Regions from separate parts of the Hordeum vulgare genome. Here region 1 is linked to region 2. The links are chromatin contacts, called in public Hi-C maps. All regions are on one chromosome and are shown on one strand. The core of a region is the stretch at or near the end of the contact, and the rest is flanking DNA. Distances in the headings are between cores, read along the strand shown. Region 1 holds the start of LOC123443066. Region 2 holds the start of LOC123439578.

Region 1 (5,221 bases), core at 2,271-4,770, 250 kb before region 2:
ATTTTCATTCCAATCAATACAAGGCAAAAGCCATCCAGCTCTAAGCTAGTACGAGCAGCCCCATCTCAGTGTGTGTGTGCTTCGCTATTGTGTTTGGGGCAGCTAGCAAAGAGAGCAGGAGAGGAAGAGAGTAGTACTCTGTAGTTTGGGCTAACAGAATTAAATCACTAGAAGGAAGTTTAAACCTGTGAAAAAAGCTTAGCAAGATATTCTAAACCCATGTTGCTGGCTAAATGAGCACATTCAGGACTAGAATCAAAGAAGCCTTGTCCTTTTTTCCTAGCAATAATCATGTTAACATTCCTGTTGATATCTGCTTGTGAGCGGTTAACAATTCCAGCCCATGGGTGTTGTAGCTTGTAAGCTCTTCCTTCAAGAACCTTAGCGAGAAGACGAATATTGGCAATCTAAAGGTCCTTAATAAGCCCAAAATGCACAGGAAAAGAGTAGAGTAAATAGAAACATACATCAAGTGCATTTGTTCCCTTGTCCATGAAATCAAGCTTAGTCAACATGCCAAAGCTCCTTTCACCTGAGAAAAATAAAAATGATCCCTCAGGCTACAAGTATGGTAGATGCATCCAACGGTTATAATGTTGTCACTGTCGGGAGCACATCATAATCAAATATGAACAAACCATAATATGTGAGAAATGAGAACTAGTAGTCTAAGTCATTGGAGTGAATGTACATTGTACATGGCTCAGTAATTATTATCAAGCATGATACTCTAGAGTTAGAACCAAACACTTGCTGAATTGTGCATGGGTTTCTCCTAAAAGATACTCCCTCCGTCCCAAAATAACTGTCTTAAGCTTAGTACAACTTTATACTAGAGCTAGTATAAAGTTGAGACAGTTATTTTGGGACGGAGGGAGTATTATTTTGTTATTTTTCATGTTGAACATCCATCGTGCTAACATCTTTGAAGCAAATGGCATCAGGAAAGATTATGACAATTGATAGGAATATAAAAGAAAAGTACATACATAATTATTCAACATCATACTGAAAGATGGTATAGGCAGATAAAAGAATTATTAGATCGCGGCAAAATAAGTGCAGAATTTTGGTTCATACCAGTGGAATCAGCATCCCGAGCAAGCTTAATGGCATCCGATGTTGCTATATCTTGATTAGCAGGAGATGTAGCAAGTATAATGCAGTTTGTCTACAAAGAAGATAGGAATGCATCACTCCATAGGTAAATATCAAGATGCTCATCATATCCCACTGAGGCAATGGTAGTACCTTCTCGACATACAAGCGCACCACATTTTCCTTATCCTGGGCAATGTTTTCAAGCTGCCACTCTGAAAAAGATGGCAACATAGTGAATGAAAATTCCTGTAAACGTTGCCTAAATAAGAAAATGTGAAAAAATAGACACTCAAATACCTATAGCAACCTTAGTTCGACCCGGCAGACCAATCAATGTTAAGTTGACAGCTGCAACAGCCAATTGAATACAATAAATGACTTATCAAGAAGATTCAGAAGTAAGGCCCCTCCAGAAAAAAAATAAGACACAAGAAGATGGAGGAGCTGCATTAATGCAATTGTCTACTCCATCCGTTCCTAAATAGAAGTCTTTTTAGATATTTCACTAAGGGACTACATACGGAGCAAAATGAATGAATCTACACTCTAAAGCATGTCTATATACATCCGTATGTAGTCCTCTAGTGGAACCTCTAGAAAGACTTGTATTTAGGAACGGAGGGAGTATAAATTAAGATCTCTATATAAACACCATCAAAAAGGAATGAAATCAGAGATACATGGCTACTGTTGTTAAACAGAGAAGTTATAGTTCTATTTATAAAAAATGGATCTGGAAACTTATATTTAGTTAAAACTAGCACTAATATTCTCCTTCAGTGTACCACTAAGTTATGTAGATATGCCCAGGGTATAAATACCTTGTGGTGAGTATATACTGAGATGAGTAGGGGCTGGAGATATTTGTTTTGACCTCCTCATCAATCTATCAGTTCCATCTTCAATTTCCTTACACGCAAGAGCTGCAGAAAACAAAAGTCAACAGCAGGTACACAATAGGTATCTGATGAGCTTAAGCCACTTCCCAGTAATGAAAATATTGAGGCTATTCCAAATTCACTTCAGGCGATCGTATTTTCTAAAGAATAAGGTGCATGATGTTTTTGGATACATGTGCTCATATGCAAATCAGCCTGAACAAAAACATATTCATTTAAATTTGCCAATCTCAGCATCAACATCTACTCATGGAATCGTTAATGGAAAAGCACTGAACATTAAGTAAAACAATCACGTGCAAAAGCACAATGTAGTCGAGCTATCCTCTTAGGCAGTGGCGGAGCTTCGGCAATGCCGAGTGGGCCGTGGCCCGCCCAAGTCTGGAACAAAAATATTTTTTATATGAAGCACAACTCATCACGGTGGACAGCGATACAGAAATACATCAAGTATCACGGAATCAGCCTCCCACAGTCGCAGGCATAGCACTTGTTCCTCAAAGAAAAAACATGCATCGGAGCGGAGGTGCTCAGGAGCAGCCGCTGGTACTGGACACACACATATACGGTACCCTCCAGCCCACCCAACAATTCTTTTGTAGCACCGCCACTGCTCATAGGGTGGAGATCGGAGAGTCGACATAAACTTTATCTAACACCACCAATTGCAACTACTTCATCCTTGTGGAGTAGAACATCACAATCCCATCGATAAGAAACAGTAAAATCACACCCTTCTTCTTTTAATCCCAGCCTCTGCGTCACCAAGTGCACACAGCCTGAATCCAAAGCTTCTGTTGCTGGTGCAAATACGAATATCATTTCACGGCACTTACTAATAGCATGGCAAACCAAAATAGACACTGAAAAATTAGGCATCGATTTACTACTGCTACTCACTGGAAGCACAACCTGAGAATAACCCCTAACTGCATATGACTGACACTGCATCTCGAAACACGCTTTTCGCCCCCGCTTTGACTGAAACTGCATGCGCGTGGGCAGAGAGAAACCTCATCGAAATCAGCGAACCGATGCTTTGGCGTATGCTGTTCGGCGTACCCCAGACGGCCAAAGTTTACCCCGATATGCAGCAGAGTAACTACACCCATGTTCGATGAAAGCATCACCAACAGGTCACATTCGAGGCGACAGAGGTCGCCGTCGGAGGCCGCCTTCGTGAGAGCCTTCTCACCTGAACACACGCACGCACAGATCGCAATTAGAAACGCGGGCAGAGGTAGGGAGAGGGGAAATAACCGATGCGAGAGAGAGCAATCGCGGGAAAAGGGGGAGGTTCGACGCACAGGCGCCGTCGTTGTCGCCGGAGGAGGGGGCCATGGCGGGCTGGAGATGTCGCCCGCGGAGTCGCGGGTCCGAAGCTTCCCGGCGGCGACGACGTAGAAAGGGAGGAGAAACCCGGCGCTGCGCTGCGCAGCGGAGTTTGGGGGTTTTGTCAGCCTCCTGGTAGCTCTGTGCTGGAGGTGGCGACGAAGGCGAGGGCGCAGCACAGTGGATGGATGGACTCGGTGTTGCAGCACAAGAATCGCTGCTCTTGTGGCTTGTGTGCCCGCTATCGGTGTACCTACACCAGGCGCATCGAGGACACGGTGAATGTAAAGCGCCAGTTGGCGGCCAGCACGTGTACGCCAGGCACGAGCAAAAAGCTGCCGCGCGAACCGTAGCCTCTGTCCGCTCGGCTTCCTGAGTAAATCGCAGCCCTTAGATTTTGAATGAGGGGGCCAGATCCATTGCTATGGAAATTGCTTTAAAACGTCACTGTTGCTTTTCCTTCGCCGCAGTCTGTTCTCCTGTGCCTACTCCTTCTAGGTCTTTGACTACACGTGAGACTTAACTAGTGTCCCGTTTGTATCATTTCTCTTTAGAGCATCTAAAGTGAGAATGGACAATTAGAGGCCGAGCTCCATGGTGATTGAAATTTTTGAAAAAAAATCAAAAGTTAAACTTTTTGGTTTTAAAAATATCTGAAAAAAATATGTAAGTAAGGAAGAATGTTATGTCTATGTGTGTAAATTTTTAGGATGAAATACCTTAAAATATGATTTGCACACAAAAAACAAATTAATAACGTGCAACGATGAATAGTATCATGTGTTAAAAAGTCTCAGATTTGTCTTTTTTATACATCCCTCATTGCAGCCTATTTTTTATGAAATTTTACACACATATGTGTTACGCCTTCGCTTATCTCTGTATTCTGTCAGAGTTTTTTAAAATGTACAAATATGAATTTTTATGAAATTTGAATTTCAAATTTAAAGATCTCCATGGAGGCCGAGCTCCAAAAGCAATTTCCGATCTAAAGTGTGCCTTAAACTCCTCTTGTTTGCACGGACCACCCAATCATTGATCGGTCAAAAAAAAACGATTCACACGGGTGTTTTGAACCGGCCTTACATGCCCCGACAACCCCATATGGTAGGGTGTGTCTATCAAGTTAGATCCGATTCATACTCACACACCCAATTTCACATATATTAATCTTTGTGTGCTTTCTTCACCAAACCTAGCCACTCCCTCCACTCCATTCCATCACCCAAACTCCCTCCGATGATATCACACCGTGTGTTTATACCACTTTATCACATTATGTTTTTTATAAATTTTGGAATCATTTAATTTTTTGTGTGCATGTGATGATTGAATTGGTTGCTATATGTTTCCTTGTCTATTTGGGTTTTTATTCACAAAAATTCTCCCATATCTCAATACTCATCTTCTTGCTCCAAATCCTTGCCCAATTACCCTACCATGTGAATATGACCTAAAACATTTTCTATTAAATAATATTTTTGACCAAAAGGCATTTATTTATTTTAAGCCTTCAAAAAAACCGAGTTGAGATTTGTATTACAAGTCCTCAATTTAGGAGAAATGTTTTGCCCCATGGTTTAATTTGGATCCTATTATCAAAAAGGACTTTCCAAAACCATAAAGTTATTATTTTAAAAGTTATTTTTCTATTATAATTAAAAAAACTCTTTCTAAGGCCAGAAATGGTCTTTTGTGAAGGGAAATTATTTTCTTGCTTCAAAAATATTTGTGAAAATTTAGAAAATTCACTGGATATATATTTTTCATATATAATAATTTCAACACGTGGTCATGTTGAAAATATTGGACAAAACCCCTTCTGCCTATTTCAAGTTTTTGAAATATTTCCATATGAAATATTGCCAATAAACTCCAGGAAAATTCTA
Region 2 (4,770 bases), core at 64-2,563:
GCCACGGCTTGTGACGTTTTTAAAAGGATCAGATCGTGAAATACTTTCGAATCTCGTTCATTTTGTGCTCATGTTTAGAAAAAAAATTTAAAACAGTGAAAAAATCCCAGAAAGGAAAGGTAAAGTAGCGTGGCTTGCAGGAAAAGCCATCACGAGAATTCACCGTCTTACTGCGTCGCTGGCCTCTTCAGTTTTCATTTTCACTTTTCACCATGGGGGCTTGGCCTCGGCAGGCGTGAATGTGTGCCAACTTCAACAAGATACCCGCTCTAATATTACATACTCTTTTCGTTTGGAATTACTTGTCACACAAAATAAATTTTCCGATAGTCCTAACATCAGTCAGAAACCTCTCAAGATTCAGATCATGAAGAATCTGCATGTTTATCTACATCCCCAATCATAAATCCCGTTTGTGGCTTGTCTCGTCTCCTCTGGTTCGTCCTTCGCTTTCACCCAGACTGTAAACATTCTTCCATTGGGTACAACTTTAGTCACAACTTTCTCCAATTACAAACATACCGATCATATTTGAAATTTAACTCTTTTTCTATTTATGCTATCCGGCCTAATCATGCAGATGTGTAAGAGAATATCTTCTATTTTGTTTAATACTGTATAATAGTATACCATAGCTATGTGCGTCGGGATACATAACATGACTTTCCTTGAAAATAAAAATTTACATGCTCATCTAAACCCCGGGGGCTTGAATATCTGAAAGTCGGACCTGTGAGACACCAGCACCAGCAGCAGAGCCACAAGGGCCGCGACGCCCCACGGCGACGTGCCGGAGCCGCCATCGGGCTGGCCTCGCCACGCCGCCGGCACCGCCACAACCCTGCCCTCTCCGTCGAACAGCGCGTGCTGCGCGAGGAAGACCAGGGCGAGGACTCCCAGCACCAGGAGCACCCAGAAGCCCGCCTGGGTGCGATGCCGCAGCTGCTCCTCGTACTCATCCATCTGCCACGACAGGTAGAGGAAGAAGGTCACGATGCCGGTGACGGCGAGCACCGGCGCCGGCGGCAGGCCGACGGAGAGCCATCCTTGCTGATATTTGCCCTCGTCCATCGGAGCTTAATTCGGGACGTCTGCTACGGGATCTACTACGTGCCTGCCTTCCTGGGCTATGCTTGTGGTCATGTGTTTCGTATCTGCTGCGTGCCGGGCAGCGCCGTCGTTATATGGGGACGGCCGGAGAGACGTGGGCCGCAAGTGCGCGCTTTTGCTTCTGTGACCATGGCGAGGAGTGGAAGCTGGTGGGTGGCTCTGGAGAAGAAAGCGGCACCGCGTGTCCTCTTCTCTGACGGGAGCTTTCGAGATGGCTACGAGACAATCGGCGGTCGGTTGCTGCTGCCTTTCCAGGATTCCCCAATCTTCTCCGGACGCTCTACTTTGCGAGAAAACCGTTCATTTCTTCGCTTGGAAACCTACCCGCGAAAAGCAACAACGGATAGAGAACCTGAAATGTCGTGCCGACTAGACCTGATATTTGATCGGCCCGGGCCAGGCATCGTGGATTGGGCTGGGCATCATAAAACCTGATCTAAACACATCAAACATAAGCTGGGCTTGTCTATAGAAAAACCTAAGCCGGCCCTTCTAAAATATACTGTATTCTGCATAAAACTTTTTATGTTCAACTAATATAAAAAAATCATTATGTGTTAAAAAATATAAAAAAATTATTATGCCCATTTCTAAGTAAAATAATAGTAATAGTAATTCTGAGATTTGGGGGAATAGGGTGTGAGGGGGATCCCCCAATAGGGGACGTGGGTAGGGAAAGGGGATGGACTGATTTTCTTTGACAAAGACCTCCAAAATGGGGACTGGGACATGATTGAGGTTGCTACAAAAAATTCTTGTACCTTTTTTACTTCGCGTATAAGATTTGTGTCAAGTCAAAATTTACATAGTTTAAAGAAATTTATATTAAAAATATCAGCATTTATAGTAGAAAATCTATATAATATATAACTACATTCCATAATGAATCTAACGCTATTGATTTGGTATTGTCAATGTTGCTACTTATTTCTATAAGTTTAGTTAAATTAAAGATACTTTGACTTTAGGCAACTCTTATATGCAGAATCTTAGGTCAAAAGGCTATTGTGAGTTTGAGCTCACATGATCTCGGACGAACAGTAAGATCCGAATAAACATTCAAACAATTCTGTTTTTCTTTTGGCAATAAACATTGAGGTTTTTTCTAGACACATGCAAATTTTCGCGAACGAATCACATTTGTGTAGGTGTGGACAAAACTAACAAAATTGATGCTCCAGAAAGCTTCCAAAACACTCTTTTTTGAGCATTGTTTTTTTCGCAGAACTCTACAAATTTGATTTCATCATGAACATTTTCAAGCATGTAGAAAAAGAACAATGTTTCTTGTCAAAAAGTTCAGGTTATCTTGAATTTTTATTACTATTTTTTGGATTCTTACTGTTCACCCAAGATCATGTGAGCTCGAGCTCACATACGTCACATCCTGTCTTAGGTGTACTTCTCTCTTGTAGTAGTGTACTGATCAAAGAGCAAGATGTGGTGAGCCCTTGCATTCTTCCCTATGTAACTCCACATATACAATACAGATTTATCCCCTAAATTTCGTTCATCTCTAGAATGACCCTTGTATGTCATCTCAAAACCTCATTCTATCAAATTAAAATATATTATATTCATTTTTCTTATGTTTTATAGAGATAAAAAGGTACATATGGGATGTGGTATAGGGAGAAGGAACCTAGGACCAGGATGCCGATAATCGAGGGAGCTGGTTCCGGTTCCTCCTATAAATGTTTTTTTCCTTCCCCTTCCCCTATACATTTTACGTCACAGAGGTCTTTTCGGACTCATTTTCCCTTTCTTGCATTGTCCTGTGTCTTGAAGCTATAATATTTGACCAAGATATTTCTACAAAATGTACTGCTCTAATCATTTTTCGGTTAGACTATTCCGTATGATTGGTGTACTCCTTCTTTGGCGGAAGTATTGTTTTGGTGATTACATTTTTTAGTGCATACAAAAAGATATACTAGTACAAAACCTAGCTTTAGTCGGTTTGTGGAGTCGATATGTGCAAACTAGAGCAACCGACCATAGAATTGCGCACATGCAATGGGGTTTATGTATAGTAGAAACACACTCTAAAGTAACAAACTCAGTCTTTGGAAGGAGAAACCTTTAGTTTTCAACCGACTGGGATATTAATCGTATTGCAATAGGTTGCTTTAAAGTAAGCCACTATAGCTTGTCATTGGGTGGTTAAGACACACCAAATGGTTGGTATAATGTCCTCGCCCTCAACACAATTTCATCTTTCCAGCCGACTGGTTCACCAAATGGTTTGTATAATGTCCTTGGGTGGATCCTTCATCGTTGTTGTGTCGGTTTTTCCTCCGGGACGCTGGTTCAGCTTAGCCATAGTCTGGATGATTTCCCTATCACATGCAACAAAAGGCAGGCCAGCTCCGGCAGTGGAGTTGTGGTGACGTGCCATCATCTCATCTCAAGGCAGAAGACGATGGCTCCCTAAGGACCTAGATATATTTTATTTTTCTTCAGGTGTGCTTTGTAATGCAGAACTCTAATTACTAGATTATGTTGACATTTCAGTGGGAAAAAGGGAGTAAAAAACATTTCACGCAATGATAAGTTGATCACTATTAACTTAAACTCATGTCCAACAGAATGATATGCAAGTTTTGCGTATTAGAAAGAACACTTAAACTCATGTAACCAGACGGTATATGTGCCAAGCAATTTCAGAATTGAAATTAAGTTGTGATTATTTATAGTAGATCTTTCAAATTAAAAAAAAACATAACACTCCTCCTTTTTTGCATGCATGACTTAACACTCCTCCGTTCTTGCATGCACACCATCCTATCATTTGGTCTACAAGATTATCGCGACAAAAAAAAAACGATTTGGTCTACAAGACTATATAGCACCAGAAACATGTGCGCGATGCGATATCAAACCTCGTCCAAACCATTCCTTACCCGAACGTACTTACTTGCTCAACAGAAACGTGCCCTAAACTCCGGCTCGCCGCATGGCCGGCCGTCACGACGAACACATGAGCTATTGGGTTTGCCGGCCAAACTCGGTCGACAACGTGTAAGACGTGCTGTTCCATCCTTGGTGATCGTCTGATCAGGACATGGCACGTAAACACAGCACAAGTACGTACGCGTGTACCAGTTCATCAGTTGTATCACCTCTCGGTCTCGGCTTGCTGCCAAAAACAAACCCCTTTCTGGCGGGTAGCTAGCTTTATCCGGAGAACGATGGGACCCCTCGTACCTAAACATTTACCCCAGTCCGAAGGAAGCACGCGCTGAAAAGACCGAGCTTGGCTACACCGGTCGAAATGACGCGAGGCATTTGCCGACTCGATCTTGGCGTGACACCGCAGTGAATAAGCGCGTGCTCGACTGACCACGGTAAATTCAGACACGAGGCAACGCAAACACGCTTTTTTTTTAACACAGTGCAATAGAAAAATGATCATATACACAAGGAAAATATAAGGTGTTTGTTTCCAGGGACTTATTGGTTTTGGGACTTAAAAAAGTCCCTATAAGTCCCACCTAAACCAAACATAAGGGACTTATTGAGACTTATTATGGTTATTTGGGACTTATCAAATAAGACTCTCTAATAGGAGCTTATTGGGACTTATTCTGGTTAGGCCCGCGGTAGTCTCTCGATGCAGTGGCCGCCGCCCTGCCCCGATTAACGCTCGCACCGCCCCAA

The links. Hi-C and Micro-C count contacts between places; a contact is called where the count stands out from the background.
Region 1: a contact with region 2 is called in a Hi-C map of leaf, with 4 times the contacts expected there. The contact joins the promoter of LOC123443066 here to the promoter of LOC123439578 in region 2. A contact is called at or near these places in 2 of 6 Hi-C or Micro-C datasets (leaf and seedling).

What each region holds. Positions count from the first base shown.
Region 1 is chr3H:83,903,389-83,908,609 of MorexV3_pseudomolecules_assembly, reverse strand. LOC123443066 reads right to left here and starts at 3,520. Exons shown (of 17, transcript XM_045119310.1): 1 at 3,308-3,520; 2 at 2,913-3,195; 3 at 1,923-2,024; 4 at 1,399-1,449; 5 at 1,252-1,313; 6 at 1,081-1,171; 7 at 468-532. The coding sequence starts at 1,983.
Region 2 is chr3H:83,649,555-83,654,324 of MorexV3_pseudomolecules_assembly, reverse strand. It overlaps LOC123439578, which reads right to left and starts at 1,313. Exons shown (of 1, transcript XM_045116273.1): 1 at 451-1,313. The coding sequence starts at 1,071. The coding sequence ends at 691.